Linked DNA regions of Mus musculus: regions 1, 2 and 4 are each linked to region 3. Evidence: chromatin contacts called from public Hi-C data. All regions are on one chromosome and are shown on one strand. Each heading gives the region's core, a stretch centred on a gene start, on an enhancer-like site or on the middle of the called end of the contact. The rest is flanking DNA. Distances are from core to core; before and after follow the strand shown.

What was found. Hi-C and Micro-C count contacts between places; a contact is called where the count stands out from the background.
Region 1: a Hi-C map of bone marrow-derived macrophages shows a contact between it and region 3, with 15 read pairs. The contact joins two enhancer-like sites. A contact is called at or near these places in 1 of 15 datasets of contacts at CTCF or cohesin (the NIH/3T3 cell line), 17 of 484 Hi-C or Micro-C datasets (CD8 T cells, bone marrow-derived macrophages, differentiating embryonic stem cells and 6 more) and 7 of 115 datasets of contacts at active chromatin or transcription factors (embryonic basal ganglia, embryonic hindbrain, embryonic midbrain and 3 more).
Region 2: a Hi-C map of bone marrow-derived macrophages shows a contact between it and region 3, with 20 read pairs. The contact joins two enhancer-like sites. A contact is called at or near these places in 3 of 15 datasets of contacts at CTCF or cohesin (the NIH/3T3 cell line, embryonic stem cells and large pre-B cells), 2 of 484 Hi-C or Micro-C datasets (both in bone marrow-derived macrophages), 9 of 115 datasets of contacts at active chromatin or transcription factors (the NIH/3T3 cell line, bone marrow-derived macrophages, embryonic basal ganglia and 5 more) and 1 of 9 other capture datasets (embryonic stem cells).
Region 4: a contact with region 3 is called in a Hi-C map of bone marrow-derived macrophages, with 22 read pairs. The contact joins two enhancer-like sites. A contact is called at or near these places in 1 of 15 datasets of contacts at CTCF or cohesin (the NIH/3T3 cell line), 6 of 484 Hi-C or Micro-C datasets (the HPC-5 cell line, Sertoli cells, bone marrow-derived macrophages and 2 more) and 3 of 115 datasets of contacts at active chromatin or transcription factors (embryonic basal ganglia and embryonic stem cells).

The regions. Positions count from the first base shown.
Region 1 is chr8:125,078,618-125,085,812 of GRCm38.p6, reverse strand. The region is part of intron 1 of Disc1 (disrupted in schizophrenia 1); the gene reads right to left. Among named protein-coding and RNA genes, the nearest start is that of Disc1, 28 kb to the right of the region's middle. RefSeq lists an enhancer at 893-2,449. Within about 2 kb of position 1,677, at least 84 of the 459 cell types and tissues checked have an H3K27ac peak or open chromatin away from gene starts, as enhancers often do. A contact at or near this core is called in bone marrow-derived macrophages, where this site is marked.
Region 2 is chr8:125,251,618-125,258,688 of GRCm38.p6, reverse strand. All of the region lies in intron 12 of Disc1 (disrupted in schizophrenia 1), which reads right to left. Among named protein-coding and RNA genes, the nearest start is that of Gm30713, 130 kb to the left of the region's middle. Within about 2 kb of position 4,223, at least 249 of the 459 cell types and tissues checked have an H3K27ac peak or open chromatin away from gene starts, as enhancers often do. A contact at or near this core is called in bone marrow-derived macrophages and embryonic basal ganglia, where this site is marked.
Region 3 is chr8:125,869,530-125,875,843 of GRCm38.p6, reverse strand. It overlaps Pcnx2 (pecanex homolog 2), which reads left to right. Exons shown (of 34, transcript NM_175561.4): 8 at 524-617. Among named protein-coding and RNA genes, the nearest start is that of Gm46061, 21 kb to the right of the region's middle. Within about 2 kb of position 4,838, at least 67 of the 459 cell types and tissues checked have an H3K27ac peak or open chromatin away from gene starts, as enhancers often do. A contact at or near this core is called in bone marrow-derived macrophages and embryonic basal ganglia, where this site is marked.
Region 4 is chr8:125,309,497-125,316,509 of GRCm38.p6, reverse strand. No RefSeq gene overlaps it. Among named protein-coding and RNA genes, the nearest start is that of Gm30713, 73 kb to the left of the region's middle. Within about 2 kb of position 5,014, at least 16 of the 459 cell types and tissues checked have an H3K27ac peak or open chromatin away from gene starts, as enhancers often do. A contact at or near this core is called in bone marrow-derived macrophages, where this site is marked.

The DNA of each region.
Region 1 (7,195 bases), core at 428-2,927, 790 kb after region 3:
GAAGCGCCCAGGATGCAGTTCCCAGCACCCACATGACACTCACCAGCATATCTAACTCCATTTTCAGGGGATCCCATGCCCATACCTGTCTTGCCCTGGCACCAGTCATGTGGGCGGTACATAGGCATAAATGCAGAAAACACACCTATACACGTAAGGTAAATAGATATAAAATGCATTTTTAAAAATTAAAGATGAAGGGCTGGAGAGATGGCTCAGCGTTTAAGAGCACTAACTGCTCTTCCAGAGGACCTGAGTTCAATTCCCAGCAACCTCATGGTGGCTCACAACCATCTGTAATGGGGATCCAATGCCCTCTTCTGGTGTATCTGAAGACAGCAACAGTGTACTCACATACATTAAATAAATAAATATTTTTTAAAAAATATTAAAGATGAAGAAAGACATGCAGTGTTGACCTTTGATCTCTACATGGTGTGGACACAGAAAAATGCATTCCCATTGGCAAGGACATATGTCAAGCTCACAAAAATACCACGCCATAGACAAAGCTGAGCAGGGTGGTACACACCTGTAACCCTAGCTCGCAGGAGGTAGAGAAACAGGAGGATATCTAGGGTTCTCCATCTAGGCAGCCTAGTCTAATTGGCAAGTTCCAAGTCTCAGTGAAAGAGACACGGAGAGACAGAGAGACAGAGAATGAATATGAATGAATGAATGAATGAATGAATGAATGAATGAATGAATCAGAAGTTTGTAGTTAACTCCTGAGATCTCACTCTGACTCCCCAAAGCCTGCCTCAGCCCTGAGCCTTGCCTCCCTCCAAGTTCATCCTTTCTCCTTTCTCTTTGTTCCAAACTGAGATGATGACTTTGGTGACAGGCAGTTAAATGACAGATTTCTGTTCCCTGTTACTTTATAACCACATATTTGGCCCATTACAGCTCTGGGGTAGCTGATGTGGTCATTTTGCTATCCTAGTGTCCCCTGTCTCTCTGTCACCCCCTGCCCAGAACCATGCTCACCACAGTATCAGAGCCCCACCAGCTTGGAGCACCCACCAGCTTGGAGCACCCACCAGCTTGGAGCACCCACCAGCTTGGCTTCAGAATTCAAACGGGAACAGAGGGAGCCCCAGAGGGACAGCTGTCCCTCCACCTTCTGCAAAGCTGGCAAGAGAACCACTAAAGAGCTGGGGATCCCTGTCGCAGAGAACACTGCGTTCTGGCCGCTGCGGCCGGCCGGTGGAAAGGCTCACAGCTTCACATCCTAAATGAGTCTGGCAAAACCTTATTGTCTTTTGGGACAAAAGACTTCCAATTATTTTGTAACCCAAATGCCACCAGTTAAGTAGCTGTCCTATTGTTCAAAGAGCATTCCCAAGTAGAGAGTAACTTGCTAAAAAATGATTCTTTCCAAATGCCTGTGTGTCACCCTCCTGGGGTCCTGACACTGTAAACCCCAACTGCTCCAGCCATGGCCTGTAAGTCTGGAGAGCCACAGGCCCATTGCCTACAGATTAAGACCAGACAAAGGAAAGTTTGTACCTGCCTAGGGACACACATACACACACACACACACACACACACACACACACACACACACACACACACACACACACACACACCATACCCTGCAGCCGGGCCTGTGGCTCCAAGATGCTAGGGAAGGGACAGACAGATGCTTGAAACCAAGCTAGGTGTCAAAGGGCCTCTTTGAACAGTCCAACAACTCCCTGGAAACCCTGGCTGAGAGGATGCTGGAAGAGAGAGTTCTCAGGGAGGAAGCTAACACTTCAACAAGGGAGCCTCAAACTGCTAGTCACTGCTCAGTTAAAATGACCCAGAGCAGCTGGAGGCTGTGCCGATAAAGATGGAGCATCGGTGGGGAGCTTTAAACTGGCCACGGAACTAGAGATCACTGGTGACAAGAAATAGACTTGGCTGTGTTCCCTGGCCAAAAGCTGGCCAAAGCCCAAAAGGTCAACTCACACTGCTCAGCACTGTCGGCTGCCTCTTACCTCAAATACCCAATCTGAGTTTGTGGCCACACAGAAGAGCCTTTACCTGACTACAAACTTAAAGCCAATATGAATATAAAGAGATTAATGATTTCTTCCTCAATTGCCCTGAGAAGGTGAACTACTTTTGCCAGAGGTTCTCTTTATCCTAGGCTGAGTGTCCATGCTACCACAATAAAGACCTCATAGGACCAGAGCAAAGTGGGATGCTGAGCTTGGTGGGAAGCAAGGACCGACAAGCTCCTGGCTGTCCGCTGGAGACACAAATGAAGCTCGCTGTGCTTCAGGGAAAAGGATGGCACGTTCATCTTAGGAGTTACTCAGTATGAACCCAAAGTAATAAGGAAGGTTGAGGCCATGTTTGAAAGCATACTGGGTTTACCTTGCTGTCAATGTTACAGCACAGAGCTGCTAGAGAGATGACTTAGCGGTTAAGAAGGCATATTTCAAGACGGGAGAGATGGCTCAGTGGTTAAGTGTGCTGGATGCTCCTCCAGAGGACCTGAGTTCAGTTCCCAGCATAGGCACAATTGCCCACAATTGTCTGTAACTCCAATCCCAGCGGAGCCAATGCCCTCCTCTGGACTCTGGGACTCATGTGCACATAACCCCCACACCACACACGTCTGTGTAATTTTGAAAAATCATAAATATTTGATATTACGAAACAGAAAGACTAAAAATAGCAAGCTTCTCTGCCATTGCCCATGCCTACAAACAAGCACACACACACACACACATCACCACCATCATCACCAGGGTGGAGAACTGTACTAGCTATTCGTAGTAGTAACTAGAATTAACCAAAACCCAAGATCCTGGTTACACCTGTGAGGACTGGATCATTTATCGTAGGTGGGAGGATCCACCTTTAATCTGGGCCACACCTGGGGGGGTGGCAGCCTGCATAAAGGACATGGAGGAAGGGATCTTCTGTTCTCTGCCTGCTTGCCCTTACTCTCACTGACAACTTCATTCCTTCACTGACTTTAGAGCCCACTGCTTTGGGATTCTGACACATACTGAAGGCACCAGAGACACCCAGCCTTGTGGACCGCATAACTACTGAGCCTTGGCCTTTCATCGGGAGACAGCCACTGTTGGACCAGTCAGACCACAGCCTGTAAGCCACTCTAATAAATCCATTTTTACAGAGAGATTCATTCTACTGATTCTGTCTCTCCAAAGAACCCTGAACAACACAGTAGCCAAAAGAAGGTTCTAGAACTGAAGCCATGACACTGTCCCACGCTTCTCTCTTTTCTCCCAGAAACGTCCACCAGGTGTGTAAGAGTGGAACCTGGAGAACCGTCGTTTGCTGACTCCCAACAGGATACTTTGAGAAGCACAAACTTGGGGTTTTGCTTTCCCTGGTCCTCTCCGAGGCTTCGATTCACTTCCTCCAGGATATTTTCAGTACTTTTTTACTAAGCTAACATACACACAACAAGATTTATCGTTCTTACCACGTATAAGAGCTGAGTTCAGTGGTGCTGGGTACATTCACACTGTTGTCCAGTCATCGCTACCATCCATCCACAGGAGTTTTTAAACATCTTCCCAGAATGAAACATGATCCCCGTCCAAGACTGGCACCCTCCTACTCCTCCTCTGGACCCTGGTGAACACCACTCTACTTTCTGTGTGTACAGGTTTATTAAATCATTAGGCAGAGCCCAAGCCTGTTCTAAAGCCGGAAGTCTGTCTGGAAGCCAGTTTTCCTAACATGAGACTTCTCCCAGTGAGACCATTATCCCAATGCTCTGATAGCCAAGGAAAAGGCACAGGTGTCTCTTTGGATTATCTTTGTTCCTCCAGGACAGTTACTAGGGTGGCCCAGGGTGTGATCTCAGGATCCCTTGGTCCCTGCCCAACCCTGACCAAGAGCTTCCCATTTTGACCCGCCTTTCTGGGTCCGGCTTCCTCCCCTTTTCAGACCTGAGGCAAGTGTCAGTCAAGGGTTACCAGCATGCAGCAGGTGTCAGTTCAAGGCTCCTTGAAAGAGCCACCCCATGGTCAAGATTCTGCAAGAGTTACTGACTGATTAGAGCCTTGTGGTTCTGAAGAGTTGGAATGCTACAGATCAATAGCCCAAATCATCCTGGGTTACCGTTAATCCCCTTGATAGTTATCCACTGCCCACTCTGTCTGTGTCTGTTATCAGACAGCCTTTGAGACCTACACCAGAGACGTCCCTGCTGTGTTATAACCAACCCACCTGCAGTCCCTCCCCCTCCCACCCCCCACAGTGTCTGAGCAACACCTTGATGTACAACTTTTTTTGTTGTGTAGTTGTATGACTATAAACACTCGTGTAACCTCTTCCACAGCAGAACATATCCTTCAGGGCAACCCAAATCCATGTTCCCGGGCCATGGCCACGCCTACTGAGCTCAGGATAAACTCTGGGATTCCTTATGGAGTGAGCGCTGCTTCACGTGAGCACAGGTACGCTCCAACATTTTACCAGGCAGCCTCTCTCTGCCGAGCTTTTAATTCTCGTAAATGGTTGTCTTTCTCTGTGCATGTGAAGTGCTACTCAGAAAATCCAGCCTCCATCTGAGCCCCCTCAAGAAAGCTGCTGGCTACAGATGGGTGTTTCTAATGAATCTTTTAACTGCTGCCCTAATGAAATATGGATGAACCAGAAGGAGGCCTCTCTGTTGCTCTTATCTCAAAACAACTCAGCAACTTGGGTTTCTGGCCATATGTTTACACAGCAAAGAGCAGCAAGCTCCCGCATCGGTGCGAACAAAAGAGCCTCTGCTCAAGTCATTCGCAAAGTCCTGGCTTTCTGTTTAACGCCACGTTTTATGCAGGAGCTCATTTCCGGGGCTCTCTAAAGTGTCCCCGCCCCTTTGTATGCCAACTTGGAGATATGTTTATTCACAAAATTGTTCCAAATTATCAGCATGGCACATGTAAATTCTTCCCCAGAGATGGAAGCGCATCTCTACTTTGTACTTTCTTTTCATAGTACTCAGAACGTAAGCCCACATCAAAGCCTTGTGCCACTCTTAATGCCTAACCCAAAAGATGACTTGACAACAGCATCACATGGTCCTGCCAGGAAAGTGTGTGTGTATGTGCGTGTGCATGTGTGTGTGTGTGTGTGTGTGACTATCTGTCTGTCTGTCTGTCTGTCTGTCTGTCTGTGTGCCTGGGGGGTTCAATGCTCTTTCCACATGCCAGCTCTGGCTCATGGTGCAGGCATGTGAGGGCAGCGGAAGGAATCCGATCTGCGTGGTGCCAGCCTGTAGTGGCATCTGTACAGTCCTGGGTTGTAGCAGCTTGCGGCGGGTGGGGGCTGTGACTGATGGGTCTGAGATGAGATGTAATACAATTAATTGTCTTTTACAACTGTTGGAACACAGTCCAGAAATGGAGTTGTGTGAGGGGAATTCGGAGCGCTTGTGAGAAAACTTCAAGGAGACAAGAGAAGAACCTGGTGGCCTCAGATTCTTCAAGACGGAACTGTCCTTGGGGTGTGGTTTTGTGCCTCTTCCGGGTGTAGCAGATAGGAGTGAGTTTACATCAGCTGTCGTCACTCAAATGACCCTATGGAAAACCGTGTTTTGCCATGTACGACTTATACTGGTGATTGTAAACTTCGCTTGGGAGACTCTTCTTAACCCTCAGAATATAAATTGTCTGATGCTCAGAATAAAGTTGGCTATTGCATGAGATTTTAGTCAAATTTAGTTTTAGGTCCTGCTCTCCCAGGTTCATACCAACAGCTAGAGCAGTAAACACACAATCCTTTGACTCTGTCGGAAAACGTATCTAGTGCTGGGCCAGCACGATGGCTCAGTGAGTGAAAGTGCTTGCTGCCAAGTCTGACAACCTGAGTTCAATCCCTGGGACATACATGGTGGAAGGAGAGAACTGGCTCTAATAGGTGCCATGGTATATATAGGCACACACACACATGCACACATACAAATAAATAAATGTAACAAAATAATTTACCTCCTCTAGTCTCCTGATATTGAAACTCAACGTGTGATTTAATATCTGTATTTTGTCAGTGTTTTTCTTTGTTGCTGCATTGCTTTTGCTGAGCATAGAACTCAGAGCTTCATGTGTGCTAGGCAAACGCTCCTCCACGGGCCATACATAGACCCTCTTCATCTTTTGTAAACTTTGAGGCAAGGTCTCACAAGTTGCTTAAGATGAACTTACTCTGCAGCCCAGACAAGCCTGGGACTTATAATCCTCCTGTCTCAGCCTCCCGAGTAGTTGGAATGACCACCTGTCTATCCTTAACTTCCATGTTCTTCCACATGTTACAAGAACGAAAACCGCTAGACAGAGTGACTTGGTTCTGTCTGATTTGAGCTCCATCAGCCTTTGAAGATGACAGTACTGAAACGGTGGGTTAGACGTCACTCAGTTAACCTGCATGCTACTTGAAAACGAAGCGCTTGTTTCAATGGATAAATACCCTAAGGAAAGAGACAGCAAGAGTACTCAGGATGTTTAAGAGTAAATTCTTGAAGAATTCATTTACATACAAACCATGCACATTAGTTGCTAAGAACTTGGCTCTTCCTGCTTTTATGGTGCTTCTATATGGTGAGATCTTGAAGAAAGCAGTGAACTTTACCCTCAGAGTGAGGGTGTGAGGAAGCCTTGGCCTCCACCCATCTGAGGTGAGCCTTGGATACAACCATCTGTTTCCACGTTGTGGAAAGCACAAAACATCTCCACCCAGCTCTCTCCGCAAGCTCCAGTATCCAAAGCAGCACGGCTTACGACGGTTGAATTATTTAAATGAGATGCCACTGTCTCTTGCAGTCACTGCCATCAGACAGATATTACATAAACTCTCAGATCAGGGCCATCTGCCACAGCGGGCTGAAAGCCAGAGCTGCTGGCTGCTCCCCGAGGGCTGCGATTCAGAGAGTGTTGGTGGCTCCTGTGCAGACTTGGGTGGTGTCAGGTGACCTGGCAGGTTGGAATCAAAGGGACAAGTGCCTGAGCCACTTGAGGCTGGGCTCTCCAGGAAGGAGCGAGCCTCACAGCAGGGGTCAGTGGGCCTGGAAGAGAAGCAATACCCAGTGGGCACCGAGGTCTCGCTCTGTGGAATGCAGGTCACTGGTGATGATCTCATAAAAAAGCACGCTTCACATGGGGGCACCTATCTCCACAGTGCAGAGACAGCCCTCTGCCTGCCGCACTGGCTCTCACCACCTTCTTCTGGTTCCTGAGGC
Region 2 (7,071 bases), core at 2,974-5,473, 620 kb after region 3:
ACATTCATAGGGGCTTGAGAGATGGCCCAGCAGCTGAGAGCATTTGCAGAATTTGCAATTCAAGAGAGAATTTGCAGAGAGATCTTGCAGTGTAGTTCCCAGCATATACACATCCTGGAGCCACATGCAAATCCAGGTCCATGTGACACCGTTTCTGACCTCTACAGGTACATGCACTCATGTGCACATACACACACACACACACACACACTCACACACACACACTCACACACACTCTCACACACACACACTTAACAACAAAAAGCAAATCTTTTAAAATATCATGGTCATCTTTACAAACGTTCAAACCCTCGTGTGTGTGTGTGTGTGTGTGTGTGTGTGTGTGTGTGTGTGTGTGTTGTGTAAATGGGTGATGTGTGCTGAAATGGAAGAATCCAGAATAAAACATGGAACTGGGGGCCAGGCAGTTATAGAGCAGTTCAATGAAATAGTTTGGGAAGAAATACTCCAGAGATAAGCCACGTAAGACTAGAAAACAATTTCAAGAGGACATAATGTGCTGTCTTTCAGACAGCCGCCCTGGAAGGTAGAAGATCAGGTCTCCCATGCCTTTCAGATGCCCATGCATGCATGTCATGTTTAAATCCACCTGCATGACAGAGAAAACCTCACAACTGTGTCTCACTCTACACTTGGGAGAAAGGAGCATGCAGACAGGAATTCTCTCTTTTCTTTTCTCATTTAAAAGATTGGCTGTTGCTTACCCTCTACTGGGTATCAGATGTCCCCCTTAGCCTCCAGCAGCCCAGAATTGGCTCTTGGTGGGGTCTAAACACCTAGAGGGGGGCAGAGAGCCAACATAAAGTCATGTGGATGGCTTGTTGGCCATGCTGAGAGTTCCAGAGAGATGGCAGACCGGAGGCCTAGCCGAGTGTTCTGGCTGTCCAGCAGAGGATCATTAAAGGGACAGAGAGACTAATGAGGACCTTTGAGGGTGAGAAAGACAGAGGACTCTAATGGGGAAAGGTGCTGAGAATATCTCCCTGATAACTGATCTGAGCAAAGAATTGAGAAAGCAGGCTGCCAGGTGCTGAGAGAAGCCTCCAGGATGGTGGGGTTTGGGGGAGGGGGGGTGTAAAAGGAAGGGGTAGAGGACTCAAGGCTGTTTTGTTTGGAGACTGTCTCTTGCCATGTAGCTCGTGTTGGCACTGCAGGGTTGTACTAAGCTGAGCATGCAGACTCAACTTTAAACTCAGTAAAGGAGAATCTATGAAACTTAATGGGAAATGGGCTGAGTCACTGTTCAGAGGCCAAGGCAAGAGCCATGCACTTGGGGGCCACATCAAACCATGCATTTGAAAAAAAAAATCTGTAACATTGTCCCACTGATGTTGCCGTTCAGAGTTCAGGGCTAGAGCTATGTACTTGGAGCCACAGCAAATCATGCATTTAGAAAAAAAAAATTCTGTAACATTGTCTCACTGATGATGCAGTTTAGTGAAAGTACAAAGGGTTTTCAGGGCTGCTGAGATATCTCAGTTGGTAAACACTGGATGTGCAAGCAGGAAGACCTCCATTCCACCACCTAGGCAAAAAGCCAGGCAGGGTGGCATATGTGGCCACAGTGCTGAGGAGGTAGAGACAGGGGGATTCCTGAGACTCGTTAGCCAGCCAGGCTAGCTGAAGTGGCAGTCCCCAGGATCGGTGAGACTTTGTCCTAAAAAATAAAGTTCAGAGCAGTTGAAGACATCTGATACCAACCTCTGACTTCCATGTGCACACACACAAAGATGTACACATGCACACAGTCACCTGAACTGGTCTACTTCACACTGCTGGGTTTTTTTTCGGGGGTGGGGGGGAATGCTAGGAATTGAACTCATGGCTTTGCATTCTAAGCAAGCATTTGACCACTGAGTCACAACTTCAGCTCTTTTGTTGTATTTTTCCCATTAACTAATTAATTTATGTATTTATTCCCTTTATATTCTGATTGAAGGCCCCCCTCCTAGTCTCTGCCACACATGGCCCTTCCCACCACATCCCCTCCCCTCCCCTCTGGAAATCAAGAGTCCCAACTCTCTTTTTATATTTTGTTATTTTGTCTTTTTTTTTTTCCCAGAGCTGAGGACTGAACCCAGGGCCTTGCACTTGCTAGGCAAGCGCTCTACCACTGAGCTAAATCCCCAACCCCTCTTTTTATATTTTGTTATGAGAAAGAATCTCAGAAAGCTGCTAAGGCTAGCCTTGAACCTGAAAACCTCCTGTCTAACTCTCCCAGGTTGTTGGGATTAAAGGCAATGCATGATCCTCTGTAGTCAATGTGGACTACAGCAGAAAACTGACCTGTGTAGGGGGGAGGAGCAGTCAGGAGAAAAGCCCTATCCACACACACCCAGAAAGTAGGCAAGCATAGGGAATCACTTAACAACCTAGGACTCCACTTGGCTTGGGCTGTGCATATAGCTCTCTTCTAGCAATGCTCTCAGCAAAGGACTCTCGCCTACAAGTGATACGCGCATCCATCCCTGTGAATAATGCACTGGATAATCTATTGCCAACCTAGAACCCCCACTTGCCTAGAGCTGCAGGCACCACCCTCTCTGAACAATGAAATCAGTTTCTCATCTCCTTAACAACTATCCCAGTAGGAGGGGCTAGACTGGTTTTAGATGCATGTACAATAAAGCAAACTGTGTCCTCCAAGTGCACCTTCGGGGAGAATCCCCTATTTTCCATTGTAGGCCTATATGTAACCTGGCATATGTTTGACATCAGATGTGTTATGAGAAGAGACGAGAGAGAAGAATATACAACTTAAACTATGTAGTTAAAATAGAGAACCACACAAAGGACATCCTTAGAAACTGAATTCCCACTCTCTATCTCCATGAAAGGAACCCTCAGGGCCTTTGAGTACTGACATTCATGATGTCCACTCTCATTCTTGAACACACATTTTCTGGCCTTTTGGTGAAAAAAAAAAAGCACTCTTGCTACTTGTGCAAACCTGTATCTACTAATTTCGATGCTTTGAGTAAGACACCAAGGACCTACAGACACCTGACCCAGCCCCTTTCCACTGGTGGCAAAGGGACCTGCTACGTGCACAGAGAGACCGTGTCACCAGCCTCATGCTAAGTTCACACTGTGTCCCATGGGCAGCAGAGTCATCTTGCTCTGCACACATTGTCTGCTCCAACTTTTTGTACCCAGACCTTGGCAGAAAGGAGAAGGAAGCACAAGGCTGCCACCCTCGATCAGCTGAGCACAGTGGTGCCTCGGAGAGCAGCCTGCCCAGATCTGCACTCCCCCACTATAAATTACTGAAGGTCTCCACAGATGTCCGTCCTTCCTGCTCTTTGGTTTTAGAAGCAAAAGATCATTTCCAAGGAGACAGGGCAATCGCCCCTCAGCTCTGTTACCTTGGCCTCTTCGGGCTACACACTGGAAAGTGGAACCAGACAGGAGCCCTTTGGGGCTGTGGAGTTTATTCATGAGCCTGGATACATTTAGTCTCTGCATGCCATCAAGACTAGCAAGACGAATCAACTGGGCACCGTGCATTCCCAATGAGCAGAGAGAATAGGCTCCCAAGAGGCTTCTGGACAGGGATGCAAATACCACGTAAATAGAATCAGCCTGGTCCTTGCTCATCCATGACTCAGCAGAGGCTGGCAGAGCTGCCCGGGGCTTTGAGAGATGCCAGGATATGATCCTTTCCTCCTATAGTGAGCTATGGAAGTCAGAGGAAAAAAAAAAAGGAGGGGAAAAACAAGTCCTGCTTAACAATTCACCAAAGCCTAAAAGCTTTCCAATGGAGGCATTCCGGACGTGGAGGAACGGTTACACAGACTCAAGGGGGATTTTGGAATGGAGCTGCTAATTAGAATCCAGAACCTGTGAAATCATCCCTCAGGTTCAGACCACTGCTAATGGATCCCCAGCATGCCTAGAGTGAAGTCACAGCCCCGTCCTCTCCCCAGAGGCACCACGCTCCCCTCCCCACCGCCTGCTCTCCCAGTTAACCGAGCAAGCGGTCACCTCTGGCTGATGGTTTGAGTTGTTCACAATGCCTGTAACTCAGGAAGCCTGCCAGGAGGACAAAGAGGCAGCCTGTTTTCCTCCATCCCCAGATCTGCCAGCCCAGCCTTCCTCTACCACCCAGCAGGCTGCTGTGGCTCTGACACCGACAGACTGTGCAAGAACTCTTCAGAAGGTTTAGAAGCCCCCGCAGTATTGTCCCCAGCCCGCCCCTCTGTGTATGGCTCGCTGGTACACCACCTGCTTTGCTCCTGCAGGCGTGTGGCTTACGATAAGGGGGCTCTAACCCCAGGAAGAATGGGCAGCCACAGCATCCGGGACTCAAGTCCTCCAGAAAGGTGTCCCCCGTGGGTTTACGTCAGCACATTCCAGTGTGGACTTGGATTAAACAGCAATCGTCTGCTACGCATGCGCAGTGGGTCCTGGCAGCCGGCTTAACAGAATCAAGAGAGATGCCACCCTCACTGCGGCTGCTCTTCTATGCTATTAGTTGCGAGCTTTTTCTTTCAGCAGCGCTCAGCATTGTGCCTTTGATCACAAACGAAAACACACACCAGCCAGAGCTTGGCTGGGGGATTCCTGCAGCCTCTTTGGACGCCTTGATAAATTCTAATTTGAAACAACAGCTTTTATTTGTTGTGGAACCCCACGGAGCATTGTGAACACGGCTTCCTGTCTTGGGCCCATTGTAATACGGGAATCCAAGTGCTACTTCAGATTAAAGACACACTCTATGTATTATTCTCGTTCAGTGACACAGAACATGGGCTGGATTTCAGAGGAAAGCTGGGATAAATGTGTGTTTGTGGTGTAGATGTTATCTAAGGAGGGGCTGACTCAGTACCCAACCCAGCACTTTTCTACTCTTAGTGGCATGGTATGGAATGTCCTGGACAGGGTCAAATGCTTGAACAGTTGTTCGCAGTGGTAGTGCTGTTTGGCAGAATTGTGAAACCTTTAAGAGGCAGCTCCTGATTGGTGTAAGCGGGTCATCAAAGATGGGCCCTGTGATGGTTTGTATTTGCTTGGCCCAGGGAGTGGCACTTCTAGGAGGTGTGGCCTTGGAGTGGGTGTGGCACTGTGGGTGTGGCTTTAAGGCCCACTTCCTAGCTGCCTAGAAGTCAGTCAGTCTTCTCTTAAGAGGCCAGCGGATGAAGATGTAGAACTCTCAGCTCCTCCTGTACCATGCCTGCCTGGATGTTGCCATGTTCCTTCCTTGACGATACTGGACTGAACCTCTGAACCTATAAGCCAGCCCCAATTAAATGTTCTTGTAAACATTGCCTTGGCCATGGTATCTGTTCACAGCAGTAAAATCCTAACAAAGACAGGCCCCAAGGGTCCTAATCCTGGTCTAACACCCCCTACCTTTGGCCTGAGATCTCTACTTCTTGAGCCACTAAAGATGCTAGAAGCCACACCACAAATTCTCATCTCCCTGGGTCGCATCATCAGGTGTCATGCCCTCTCACCATGATCTGGATCATGAGCCACACCCCACTCAGCTGTCCCAAAACCTCCCCACCCCAGCAGACCTGGGACAAACCCCACTGTTATGGGAAATATTTAATGAACCTGCCAACTCTCCACACTCCTGCTTCTTTCAACCTGCCAACTCTCTGACCCCGTCGGGCCACATTCCCACTCTAGTACCAGCACTGGTGGACCACAACACTATGTCCCAGCTGGGTCCCACCGCTTTGTCCCACATTCCAATAACCATCCTCAAAATTTGATAACACGATACCCAGTAACCGGTAAAATCAAGACTCTTAAGCTTCTAGTTAACCAATTAGATTTATGTATCAATATTGCACAATTTACAAGATGGCAATAAATAATTTCAGAACTAATTGATAATGATAAAGCTTTAACCCAAATATTCTAACCTTTTGATAACACCAAGTCAGCCTCCATCCTCCTCCTCTCTCCTCCTGAGACCTCTCTGTCTCTGTAACTCTTTGATCTGCCTCCCTTTTCCCTGTCCAGTCACAGGCCTCCCCTGCACTTAATGTAATTGGACAGGGAAAATCCTGTGACAACCCTCCCCACCACAGTGTTTGGCTCTGTGTCATTACCTGGCAATAATCACTGTCCTATTTCATAGACGCCTGTCCCTTAGAAAGTTCAAGTCTGTGTGATCTACTAACACACTACCTCCTTCTCCTGCTTCCTGGACCAATTGCAGATTGCATTCTGCACTTGGAAGAGGCAGGGCACTGTGCAGAACAGGATTTAAAAACAAACAAACAAACCATGGAAATGGCAACAGAAGTCGTTCAAGGAACATCAAGGAACATCCTGCTAAGTTCATAAGCAGGGGGAAGATGTAAAGTTACCATGAGATACACTGACGCCACGATTGGCCGCTCATCAGAACTCTTCTGAATGAGACCAATCTCTGACTGTTCAAAGCTACTTAAATATATATGCATGGAGATGAAGCAAAATGGACCCAATGTTCTAAAAAGTCAGGCTATGAGAAGCAAAGACCAAAATGCCTACATTCCCCGCAAACATTAAAAAAAAAAAAAAAAAAAGCCAGGCTGTTGAAGAGAGAGTAATAGAAAAGTAGATGACCATAGCTACAGCAAGCCACTTGTGAGTGAACCCCTGAGGGGAATCAGGGCAGGTAAGCACCCCTCCCCGTCCGTGTTCCTGAAATGGTTAACTTTTTAACTAACACCTTGCCCAGACCTAGAATCACTGAGTTGAACAATTGTCTACGTCAGGTTGGCCTGTGGGCAGCACCTTTCCCTAGGCTAAGAGCCCGAGCTGTACAAGAGAGGAGGAAGCTAATTAAGCAGGCAGGCAGCATGGGCATACTTGCTTCTCTCTTGGCTCTTGACTGTGGGCATGAGGTGACTTGACTAGACTAGCCACTTGAATTCCTACCTTGACCTCCCCTCCAGTGATGAAATTTAATCAGGAAGTGTGAACCAGACAAACCTTCCCTCCCCTAAGTTGCTTTTGGTCAGGGTGTTTTATCAACAGCCACTAGAAATAAAACTAGAACAGAATTCATCCACACCCTTCCAAAGAGCTGCCCAGTGACAAAGGCATGCA
Region 3 (6,314 bases), core at 3,589-6,088:
TTAGCAGGAGGGTTGGGAGTTCAAGGCCAGCCTGAGCTACCTGAGAAAATACTAGTTTTAATAGCCCATGCCTGAAATCCTAGCAGAAGGCTGAGGCAGGAGGATTAATAGTTGCAGGACAGCTTGGACACCAAAGGGAGAGGAAAAAAAAAAAAAAAAAAACAAAACTAAGGAAAAGCAGGGGAAAAAAAAAAAACTGTGGATTGAGGATCTAACAGAACAATACCGGTAATTAGGTAAATAGGTTAACCGCGGTGAGGTAACGCGTGGTCACCTAACGCGTGGTCACCGTGGGGATCACCAGGTAAACAAGTAGATTATTTTGTCCTAGTGACTTGCTTTAAATGCCATTCTCCTTTGCTAAATAAAGTTCTGCTTCAAGTGTCAGACAGAACAAAACAAACCCAATCACTCTACAAACAGCCTGACCCTGACGGGGCTGCCTTCAACTTGAAGACAGTAGAAACGAGCCTGTGCTTCACAGATGGGTGATACTGTCTGCTCAACTCTCGTGATTTCGCAGGGGAAGTCAGATCCTGTTACTTAAAGTCTGGAAATCAGAAAGAAGGCTCCTCTCAGCATCCACCCTTGAACCCCGACTGTGTGTCTCATGCCAGGTGAGTGGGCTTTGCCTCCAGGTCTGGGATCCACAGGCTCCCCCTGAGGAGAGTGCGGAGCTTGGGGTAGAGAAAAGGCGTTTATTTGTAGCGGTCAGGATAGAGTTTTGTGTGAAATGAAAATATGACATTATAGAAAACCCAGCAGAATCATTTTTTGTGGCCGTGGCCTTGGCAGAAGATGAACAGGATGACAGGGAGGGGACCTGTATGAGGGAACATGAGCCCAGCGGCTTGAGAACTCAGCTTTCCAGAGGTAGGTGTAGTGTCTGCCCCCAAGGCACACTGGAAATGTGGGTGCTTCTGGTTTGCAGGCTGCGCTACAGGTAGCTGAACTAGGCGTCTTTTCTGTTTCATTGAAACTGTGTTGAACAGCACCTAGTCCCTAGTTGTGTGAGTTCCACTGGTAATGAACCAGCCTGAATTGCTGAACACCCACCCCAAAGTGCACAAGGCTAGCTTAGCTGTTCAGCTCAGCTCGCCAGCTGTGAAGTAGGTCTGAGGTTCCCTGGACTTAGAGACTCTGTATGGCCGGCATCTGAATGAGTGAGCCTCCGTTGCTTGCTGTAAATGTGGAGGTAAATTTGTTATGTGGAGTGTGTTTGAAGAATTACAGGGACTACTGTGGCGTAATTGGCATGTCGTGGGCTACCCACATGGAGACTATAAATGGTGTTTTAAGAACCTGGGGGTGTGACTCCACCGGTAAGACTGAGTTGAAGCCCTCCATTTATCTTCAGTGCTGCATAAACAGAGCATGCTGTGATCCTGTAATCCTATAATCCTAGCCCTTGGGGGGTAGTAGAGGCGAGAGGATCTGAAGTCCAAGGCTACCCTTAGCTGCAGAGAAATGCTGAAGACAGCCTGAGCTACATGAGACCTGGTCTCAAACAAAACAAGATCTAACTCCTGTGGTCTCGGCTTCTGGAGTCCTGAGATATTTTTTTTTCCACAGGTGTGTTGGGATTTTCAGGGAGCCTAAAAGAAAGGACACTATTTTCCTTGTCATGTAGCCACCTCTGAAATGTTCTCTGGTTGATGTTATGACCCTATCACCAATCCTCACCTGGTCGAAAATGTCAGTGCCTGGAGGTCTTTCCTCCCCGCCGCCCCATCCTTCCCACTCTACTCAAACCCAGTCTGTCCTGCAGAGACAGTCTGTGTTTACCTCCTCCCGTCTCATGTGCATGTGCACCAATCAGAGTGGGCTTCCCCAGCCAGAGACAAGCAAGCAGACACTCAAAAGGAAAGGTGTGCATCCACCACTCAACTCGAGTTAGTGCATGCCATGACTGCAGTTTATGAGTGTCATCTAGGACAGCGGCTTTCTCAGACGATGCCTTCAATGGCAGGAGGACACAGACCTGGAACTGCCACATCCTCCTCCCAGAGGCAGGGTGGTATATTCTTCTGCTAAATTCAGAACAAATGGAAGCCTCTTATTTTATCCCATAGTAAAGTCATGAGCTTTGCTTTTGTTTGTTTCCTCTGAATAAATATACTCTACTTTCTTTACACACACACATGCACACACACATGTATTCACACGTGAATGAAGACATACATGTGTACACACATGCACACACAAGCACATATACATATGCATGCATGCATACTCACATGAATGCACATACATGCACACATGTGTGTATACACACATGTAAACACATGAATGCACACATGTGTACACACATGCACACATATGCACACATGCATGCAAACACACTCTTGTACAGCATTCAGGACAGTGCTCTCTGTGGAGGTCACTCCACGGTGTCAGGTTTCTTCTGCCTAGAAAAGAAGGACAAAGTTATGCTTACCTTTCCTGGCAGTCAACCCTTGGCATTTCCTGGCATCTGGCCAGGAGGAAGCCCGTTCTCAGCAGGTGCACTGTACCTGATTGTGAAGTGGGCATCTAAGAGCATGGTGTCCCCCTAGCAGCCTGTGATCCAACACCTTGGCACCTAAGGCAGCTTTGGCGTGTGTACTTCTGTCACTTCTGTCTCTAGCTCTTAAGGCTGTTAAGTTCTGAAGCCTCCCACCCACAGCAAATGCAGATATTGACTTTGAGATTGGAAGGGAGCCTGGTTAGGACTCCATGAGCACACCATAGAAGGTACTGGAAGAAAAACAGCTCTTTCCCTCTAAGGTGGCCTCAGTGGCTGGGAGTACCTCCAACTAGCTTGTAAAACTGCTGGATCCCATTACTGGCTGGAAGGTGACTCTCTCAGCCATTGTGAGGCCTGGTCTTCACGTAACTGTTTTATGTCCCAGATGCTCTGCTCTGAATGGGGACTTGTGAACCATGTAACTTCCGTGTCTCTTTGGGAATTCCTGGAGGAAGCTGAGAGAGGAAGTTCATTTCCCTTCCTGGCTCCCTCAAACACTGTGAGACCAGCCCCCCTCCCCCCCACCACCACCACCGCAGAGGCTCACAGAGCACCCTGAGTCACACGCTAGCTGTTCTTCAAGCAGGCGCCTCTGGGAAGGATATCTGACTGCTCTGCTCTCCCCAGAAACCTGAATCACAGCATCTCCGGGGGCTGCTGGGAAATCCTGCCTGACAGTAAATCCGCTTTGTGTTTAACTGACCAGAACACAGGACTGATTTACTAGTTCAGAGCCCAAAGTGAGCTGATCTGCCTGAAAACTGATCTGGACGCAGGTCATCAGCCCAGGAAATGGAAGAAGTTGCCTGAAAGGCTAACAAATCTTCAGGGTTGAAATGATTCTCACTGCACGTCAGACATCCACTACTCCTTTATAGGCTTTGTAACTAAAATTTCACTCTCCACCCCATGCATGAGTGTATGTGTGTGCACACGTGTGCGCGTGCATGTGTGTGGTGTGTGTGTGTGTGTGTGTACACATGCACACATGTGCATGTGCAGTGCATATATAGGCCAGAAGGGAACTTTAAATCTCACTTGAGACAGAGTTTCTCATTGGCCTGGAGTTCTCCTAGCAGGCCAGGCTGGTGATGAGCCCCAGGAACACACGCCTGTCTCTGTCTCCTGAGTGTTGGGATTACAAGCTCACCTCAACAAACTTCACTGTGTGGGTTCTGGGATCAGAACCCGGGTCCCCAAACTTGCAGGGCAGGCACTTCATCGGCTGAGCCTTTGCTTGGTTTTTGCTTGGTTTTGTTTGGTTTTTGAGACATGCAGCCCAGGATGGTCTTGAACTTTGATTCTCCCTGCCTCTGTTTCCAGTTTCTGGGCTGACTGCCATGCACCACTAAGCTAGAGTGAGAGCTTCTGCTCTTCGTCCCATGAAAATTTGTCTACAAATGTTCTCCTTTGACAGACCCAAACCTTGAAGTTAACACTGCTCCCACATCACCTCTCATGGGCCATCCACCTTGTATTTCCTTTTTTGAGACCTGAGCCTCACCAAGTAGGCTGGGCTTCCCGGCCAGTGTGTGCCACCGATCCACCTCCCTCTGCCTCCTGAGTGCTGACACACCACTCCTGACTTTTGTATGTGGGTTCTGGGCCTCACACTCAGGGTCTTGTGTGTGTGTGGCAAGCGCTGTATCGACTGAGCCGTCTCCTCAGACCGTAGCTGCACCTGGCTTCCGAAGATGGGAAGCAGACAGAGACATTCCAGAAATAATCACCCGTTTTTTTGTTTTTGTTTTTGTTTTTGTTTTTTTGTTTTTGTTTTTTGTTTTTTTTTTGTTTTTTGTTTTTTGTTTTTTTTTTTTTTGTTTTGTTTTTTTTGCTTTATTCCAAGGAAGTGAAGACCTTGAGTTTGGAAAGACAGGGGTGGGGACAGCTGTGGTGAGACTGATGGGTGCTCAGAACAGGGAGATGTGGGGCTCCTCAGTGAACCCCACCAGCTGCCCTTTTGACAGCTCTCTTTGAGGATATTTATCCTCAAGCAAAGAGCGGTGTCACTGTTGGTTTGAAGATAAGTGTTTGCTGCATCAGGGTTAGAGACTTGGAAATTCTTGCCGGCTTTGATCACACAGAGGGGGGTGGGGGTGGGGGGATGGTCCCGGAGCAGGCCTTCCTGTGGTTTCTCCCACACCCTCTCTGAGGTGTGGTTTCTCAGTCTTTGTTGATCTCTCCTCGTCCTGGACTGGTCCTCATCCCGGGGTCTCACTCAGACACGTGGTTAAGAGGTGCTATTTCTCTCCAGGCCCCAGAGTTCCAGGAATAAAATTCCAAGCGGAAGCTGAGGCTTTGTGGCTGCACACACCCCCGGCTGCCACATGAGGGCACTCTCCATCCACTTGATTTCCCTCTGCAGCCTCTCAGAGGCTTCCCTTTATTTGTGCTGTCTTATGAAAGGGGAGTTGATCCCACATCAAAGCCCTCTCCCTGTTAGAAACCTCCCTCCCATCCCCCATCAGGCTGATGTCCTTTAGTGTCCTCTACAGCCAGTGAGCCTGTTACACTAACTTCTGTCCTAAGGCATCCCTCCCCACCCCCTTCCCACCCATCCCACAGTTGAGTCGGGAGCCTTGGGAAGGACAGGCAGAAAAGATAAGGTCTCCAGGGGGGCAGAAAACACTTGTTTTACAATCTGGTGAGGATAAGGAATTTCCGGCGATACTTTCTCTGTCACTGGGAGAAAGCAGCACTGGCCTTGGATTGTTCTTGCAGCTTCCCCAGATGGGTAGGACAACGTTAGGAACACAGGGACTCTAACCACTTTCCGTTTACCCCAGACCCAGCCCTGTCCCACCCAGCCCAGCAGAGATGCCAATTTGGAACAGAGCCTCATACTGTGTAACCCAGATTAGCCTCAGACTTCCAGCTATCCCCCTGCCTTAGTCACCCAAATGCTGGAATTCCAGGTTGGAGCCACCAGGGCCCAGCTCAGCTTCAGCCTCTTTGTTCCCTTCCGGGGCTGGTTCGTTCTTGTCACCCCTACACCACCAACCTCCCCCCTCATGTTTCTCTGAGTGCTCCAGCCTCTGCTTTGACCCTGAGGAGAACTAGTTGACCTGAGACCAACCCAGCCTCAGGCTGATGGAGACCTGGTGGTGTCACTGAGAAGGTCATTCCAGAGAGTGGGCTCTCTCCATCCCTCAGATGTTTCAGAGGAGGTGGGAACGTCCCTTGACATCCCTAATAAACAGTCCTGGAATAAATGTTTATTAATGCAGCAGAGAGCACTGGTCTCATGATCCTTTAATGCTGTAGCCGCCACAGCCTAGAGGAAGAGGATAGGCCCTGGAGGAGCAGCTCCATTTGAGGTACAGTCTTGCTAATCACAGGCTTGTCCCTCCAGGCTGCCCAGGAGCCAGCAGAGGTGACAGTGTGTGCTTGTGATAAGGGCCCAGCCACATCTAGTGAAAATAGTTCCTTGAGAGGGAAGCTGATCTGTTGTTTGAGTCTTTGTTAGATAATGATGAATGAATGCTGGACCTTCTTCACCATTGCAGTCGGAGCCAAGGCATTATCTATGGGAAGGCTGGCAGCCATCTTGCTACCTAACAGGGAGACTCAGGCCAAGTTCCTCATCAAGACGCAACAGCGAGACCAGAACCTCTTACTTACTTGTGCCTGACGTAGAGGCTCCATCAGGACGTTCTGTTCAGTCCGTTCTAGTTCCTACACCCCTAGGAAGGAAACGCCTGTCTCTCTCTCTCTCGGGCATAGAACCAAGGTGGCCAAGCCATGTGCTTTAAGCCGAGGCAGTCAGCAGTACAGCACTGGTTTGGATCCATTCCTGTTTATGACATAG
Region 4 (7,013 bases), core at 3,765-6,264, 560 kb after region 3:
CTCTTCCCTACCACCAGGAGCACAGAGTGCACCCCCGGAATCCTGTCTTCACCTCCCCACCACTGAGGTTATAACGGCACCACCACAAACAAACCTGTTTTACTTGGATTCTGGAGACTGAACTCAAGTCCTTGTGTCTACCATCTGAGCCATTTCCCCAGCCTCAGAATCCAAGACACTTATTCTCTACAGGCATAAAGTGGTGCTGATGCTGGGTATAAGGTCACAATAGCACATGTCAAAGATACAACATTGGTTTGCTCTTTCCTTGATGGATGGGGCCCACAGTTTAAGGTGGCTAGGGACTAGTGGTGGGGTGCAGGGGTTTGGAGTCAGGCAGTCTGCTGTGGGGCTGGCTCGATTGTTCCCTCTGGTCCTGAGTCCTAGGGCAAGGTCCTCAGATCAGTAGATACCATTTCCTCCAGCCCAGTGTGACCTTGACCGAAGCCCTCACCTCCCAATGAAGCTGCTGAGAGAACAAAACAAGGCTGTGCAGTGCCCCGCACAGAAGCCTTTCACAAATGCCAGCTGTCCTGGCAACATTGTGTGGAATCAATGCCTTGCCAAAGGCAAAACTGAAGACCCCACACTGCTTCTGAGCTCAGGGAGTCTTCGACATGGCCGTTTGTCACCCATCTGTTCCCCCTCCTCCCTCTCTTTAGAGTTTGTTCTGTAAGGGAGAATCTGGAAGAGTACCAGTGTCTCTTGTGTATCCTCTCTGGCTAATTTGGCTCACAAATACAAAGGGAAGACACACTTTGCCTTAACTCTGCCAAGACCTTTGCCTATGCCCTGTCCACAGCTCATTGCTCCAGGAGGCCTCCCTCCCCAACCAGCCTTTTTGGAATAAATACCAAACACTTTTTAAGGGAGCTACTCTGAAGCTAGCAGAGGAAGAAACCAAGGCCTATGTGGAAGACCAGCACCGGACTCCAGCACCGGACTAACCCAGTTAGAAGCTCTACAATCTTGCTAACCAGAGAACATTCAGGTCTTGGAAAGTCCTCCCGTGTTGCTGTTGCTCCCAAATCAAGAAGAGAGACTAGCTCAGAAGACTCAGGAAGCCAGAGATTTTTTTGTTTGTTTGTTTTTTGTTTTTGTTTTTGTTTTTCTAGACAGGGTTTCTCTGTGTAGCCCTGGCTGTCCCGGAACTCACTTTGTAGACCAGGCTGGCCTGGAACTCAGAAATCCGCCTGCCTCTGCCTCCCAAGTGCTGGGATTAAAGCCGGGTGCCACCACGCCCAGCTGAGAAATTTACAGTGTCCAAGAAAGTTGCAAGATACACAAAGCCCCTCCCTTGTGCTACAAAAGCAGCCAATGGTTGCTTAGGGAAAGGGAGCCGCTAGTGGAGCTGACAGCTAGCTAGGGAGCTCAGTGGAGCTTGCATACATTGTATCCATTCTGGGATGGGCTTTTCAGAGATGTACCTGTGTCTCAGTCACGGTGTTCCTGTAATCTTTAGCCTTACTGGCATAAGTAAGCAATAAACTATTGCTTCACAAAGCTAGACTAGGATGAAATAGCTTCTTCCGACTGTTGTCGGTACCCCATCAGGGGGTGAATAGATGTTTGTTTGTTTGTTTTTCACCTCTCCCCAGGAAGAGTCACACAATAGATCTGGGCAGCGATCTGTGTGGATTTCCTGGTAAGGGAGATGCAGGCTGAAGGCTGGCGGCAGAGAAAAGAACAATGAACTGAACAGAGACACACGGCACTTGTCAAGATAAAGCTGGTGAGACGGGTGAGAAGAATGGAGCAGTCTTTACCCATGCACCAGAGGAGAGAGATAGGGGACAGGAAGGCAGGACCACTAATCAGTCTGGACAGGAAATTAATGATAGGCTTGAAATGGCTGAGATACCAGACTCATTCTTCAAGCCCTGGGTTTCTGTCATTAGGCTCAGAGAAGGATAGAGAAGGAGCTGTGGAAATCTCTGAGAAGTGACCAGACGTGTGGTTGCTCCTCCTCCAGCTGCTTTTCTTGTTGCACCCTTGTTTTCCCCAGGCCTGGGGAGACCTGGTCAGCCTGCTCTGGACAGCATTGGAAGGGAGAACTCCATCCTCAAAGATTTGGCTACAGTTCCTGCAGCAATCTGAGCCTGCCCAGCCCCTTAGCCCAGTTCTGAATTTCCCAACTAACCTCTTCTCAAGGCCGTTGGCTGCACTTCATCATTATAAGCAAACGCAGAGACCTTCTCAGAACACGGAAAAGCAATGTTTTTAACTTTGGGTTGGTTATAATTGCCCTATGGGAATCTGGCTTGGGATTATCCTAACATATAGTTAAGATGTTGAGTTTACAGAATTCACTGTGTGTAGCAACCATGAAGTCAGAGAAGTTTCCTTTGGTTTCTGTTTGAGCTTAACACTAATGTCGTGTACTGTGTTTTGAATGTGCAATGTCCGCCACGGGTTCATGTAATTTTGAACACTTGGTCTCCAGTTGGTGGTGCTGTTCTGGGGAGAGGGCCTACCAAAAGGAAATGAGGTGTTTGGCAGGTGTCTTAGTCGGGGTTTCTTTTCCTGCACAAAGCATCATGACCAAGAAGCAAGTTGGGGAGGAAAGGGTTTTTTTTCAGCTTACATTTCCACATTGCTGTGCATCAGCAAAGGAATTCAGGACTGGAACTCAAGCAGGTCAGGAAGCAGAAGCTGATGCAGAGGCCATGGAGGGATGTTACTTACTGGCTTAGTTCTCCTGGCTTGCTCAACTTACTTTCTTCTAGAACCCAGAACCACCAGCCCAGGGTGGTACCACACACAATGGGCTGGGCCCTCCGCCCCCACTTGATCAATACCTTACAGCTGGATCTAATAGAGGCATTTCCTCAAGGGAGGCTCCTTTCTCCAGCTTGTGTCAAATTGACACACAAAACTAGCCAGTACAACACGTGTACCCCTCTGTCTCTGTCTCTCTCTGTCTTTCTCTCTGTGTCTCTGTCTCTCCCTCTTCCTCCTCCTCTTCTTCCTCCTCCTCCTCCTCCTCCTCCTCCTCCTCCTCCTCCTCCTCCTTCTCCCTTCTCCCTCCTTTCCCTCCCTCCTGTAAGTTGCCTAGACTAGTCTGGAACCATGAACCTGTGCGCATCAGCCATCTGAGTCCTGGGACTGCAGGCATGGTTCACTTGCCTGGTGCTTTAAAATCATTATTTTTCCACAAAGTGAAATTCTTGCCTCCCATCTTGTTTCTTTTAGCTACTGGAGAAGGCTCGGTGATGCTTAGTCTCCATTGTCATCTTGACTGGATTTAGAATCACCTAGGAGACGTGCCACTTGGGGTGCCTGTGAGGGTGTTTCCTGAGAGAATTGACTGGGTAAGGGGAGACTCATTCCTGAACACAGGCAGTACTATCCCATGGCCTAGAGTCCTGGACCCAATGATGAGGAGAAAGCCAGCCAGGCACTAGCACCCACCACTCCCCTGCTTCCCCCCTGCAGATACACTGTGACAGCTACCTCAGACTCCTGTACTCCACCTGCCCTGCCTTAATGGTACCATATAACCACGGGTCCAAATAAACCCGGCCTTCCTCAAGCTGCTCTCGCTGCATATTTTCACAGCCTTGAAGCCTTCTTAATTTTTTTTTTAAATCTTTCTGCATCTGCTCCTCACAGTGACTATCTTAGCTTTTAACATCTCCTAAGACACAGCAAGGGTATACAACTAGGAAGATGCTATGTAGCAAAGAAGCTCAAAACTAAGCCCGGAGTGAGAGATGTGACTGCATTCCTTGCAAAGAGTGACATCACCCCATAGGAGTTGGTACACAACATCAGCTTGCTCTGCAGCAGGGTCAGGACCTACTCGAGACAACGGTCATCAGGGACCAGCTGACCCTCTCAAGCTGACGCTGGGACTCAGTCTGGCATCTCATAAGCCTCAGAGCAGGAGGGGAAACTATTCCACTGATTCACCAAGGGCTTCTAAAACAGTGTTCCAGGTAAGAGGATAGAAATACAGCCAGATTTCTGTCCAGTGATTGTTGAGTTGATAAGTGTATTTGTATGATGGAGTTAAAATATTAATGATATTCAAAATAGGTGGCCTGTTGTGAATATATAAATAATCTCATTTCTATTTTATAGGCACTGAATTTTGTTCCTTTTCCTCAAAACACTCTCTCTCTCTCTCTCTCTCTCTCTCTCTCTCTCTCTCTCTCCCCCCATGTGTGTATTCTTCAAGGACAAGAAATCAAACTGTCTTAAATCACCAAGGATGGAGCTGTATCTGCCAATCTGCTAGCGAGCATTAGCTCTGAGGGGTTTTAAGAAGTAGAACTTCAAAATCAATGTCTCTGTAAGGAGAAAATATGGGTCACTGGGTCAGTGGCTTGGTGGCAGCTGGAAGGAAACAGAGGGACCTGGGTTAGGGTGGGTCAGGGTTAGGGTTAAGATTAATTAGGGGTGTAGCTGGGTCATTAGTGAACACTGCTGTCATGGCAAAAATTTGATGAAGACATGCTTTCTTCACTAGGAGTGAAGTGGTGTTCGGACATCAAGTGACCTCTGAGGAACTTCAGCAAAGAGAGAGGCTCTGTTAGCAGCTGGCTAAATTGTTACAAGGATGATAGGAAAGAGCGAAAGACCTCAGAGGTAGGCTGTGGAAAGCTACAAAGCCCAACACTGAGGCAGTGTGTAAACAAGCAAAGCCGCTTAGTGTCTGCAGAGACCCACACGGCTCCCCCCTCTCTCTCCTTTTTACCTTCCTGCCACAGTTAATATTCAATCACAAAAACGCTGCTGCCTTGTCCGCATGATGTTCAAACAACGATAGCATTTGGCTCTTCCAGCAAAGTTAACAGTGCTGTGCGTAGACAAACTGCCAATCGAAGGGCTTATTCTGCTTCTGGAGTCTATTTCTTGAAACCCAGCCACTGTATTTGCATAATGTATACTTTGCAAATAGCTTATGAATATTTATTTTATTTGTTTAAAAAAAAGGAGAAGAAGAAAGTTAGGGACTCCAGATACTGGCAATAAGCCAAACAATGGCTGCTTAGGCTTCCTAGTTAGAGATTTGGCTTGTGGTTAATCCAGTCACCAAGTTTTCAGACTGGCATCTAAGCAGCACAACACTGAGAGTGGCTTGGTGGTCCTCCCTGCTAGGAAATGTCTTCGGTGAGGTTGCTCACCATGGGGCTGACTAGAGGCAGTCAGTGAGAAACAGCCACCTAACAAGAACTTCAGAGCAGGGGCTGTTGGCTTGTGGAGAAAGATTTGACACCTTTGTCCCCAAATCTGAGTAGACAACAAAGTCCAGGCAACTCGGAGTGCCAACCATGTCTTCCCTGAGGCACTGATAGCTGAGGGCTTTGATGACTCTGGAGGGACTGCCCTTTCTAAGTTAGCCAATTTCTGAAGGGACCACCCCTTCTGGGTTAGCCAGTTCCTGAAGGGAACAGACAACTCACAACATCTGATGTTCATTTGCAAGCCCATTTTTAATTCTTTCCCGTTAACTAAACATTTCTTTAGACATTAACCAGTCTTACATATCCTGTCACAGTAATAGGAACTGGGCTACGGGACACAGCTAACCCAGGAACCTCTCCCACTGTAGCTCCCGCCTGCCAGTCTGGAAGTTGCTACAAAGGGAAGCTTTAACATGTTGTCCTGAGCCTGGTCCATAGTGCAGACTTCCCAGGTGGTGGCACATAGCTTACACTGGGAACCAAAGTTCCCAGTCCTAACAAACTGCAGAGAGCTCTGTAAGAGACAGATTCTCGACACCTGGGACCCCAAGACATCAACAACCGGGAAGTGTTACAGTTTGAACATGAAATGTCTCCCCAGAGGCTCTTCTACGTACGTTTGGTCCCCAGCTGGTGAGTCCAATCACTGATAATGTGATTGGCTTGTGGGGCTCTGACCTAATCAATGGAGCAATAATTTGAAGGTACTATTGGAAGTGAGACCAACACTAGCTAAAGGTGATAGGTCACCGAGTGTAAGTCCTTAGGGGCTAGGCTGTCTCAGGCCCCTGCACCATGCAGGGGGGTAGGTTGAATATGCACGAACACCAGCCTCCAAGATGTACAGCTGGAATTTGAAGCCCTCTGTTACATACCAGCCACGTGACTTTGAGCAAGGTGCTCTGTCACTCTGTGCCTCTGGTCCCTTCCCACACAACAGGCACTTCTTAAGGCGGTCGGTCGGAAGGTGATGCATGCACCTTAAGTATTTGAATTTGTACTAGTATTCGAATGTAGAGCTTTTGGAGCAGGGTCAGGCTGTATGTAGGTGCGGTGAGTAATTCCACTCTTAGTGTTTTCTAGAAGTAGGGTGCTGATCATCGGTTTATTTACTTACTCGCCAAGCGTGGTGGGAGCTCTGACCATCTGCCGGGCGTGCTGCTCCACGCTTAGTGAACCAGCAGAACAGTGGTGTGACTAAGGGTTTGTAAACAAGAATTTCCAAACCATATTGTTTGCAACAAGATAAACTTAGGAACAACCCGATGTCTCCGAGTAAGAGACTAGTTAAATAAATTATGCCACGACTGTAAAGAGGGAGGCAAAATGCTGACTCTCAGGGGCTGAGACAGAAAAGGCTTCTTTTTCAATGCACCGAAACATGAAAAGATATTTATAAAGCTGTCACTCGCCTCAGGGCCTCTGCATTTTCTGGTCTTTCTGCCTGAAGAACTTGACATGGCAACTGCTCAGCAAATGCTTGCAGAGTGAATGAGTTAATGGGGGGAAAAGTCAATTGTAAAACAACACAAACTATGCTTTTACTTCCCAGATACATAAATAGTAGATAGAGTTGAGAATAATTCCAAATATTATAGTGGTTGTAATATCTTAACCCAGTTTTAGATGGCGTTGGCCTCATTCTTTTTGCTCACCTACGTTCCCTAGTTTTGATCTAACAACCAACTTTATTTTTTTCTCAAAAGAGCAATTTACTTTTAAATGAATGTTCTATGCATAAAAGATCAAATGCAGTTTACCCCCTACATAAAAATAATAATCCAGTTGTGTGTGGGGAGGGGCAGGAGATAGGTGGAAGCATTT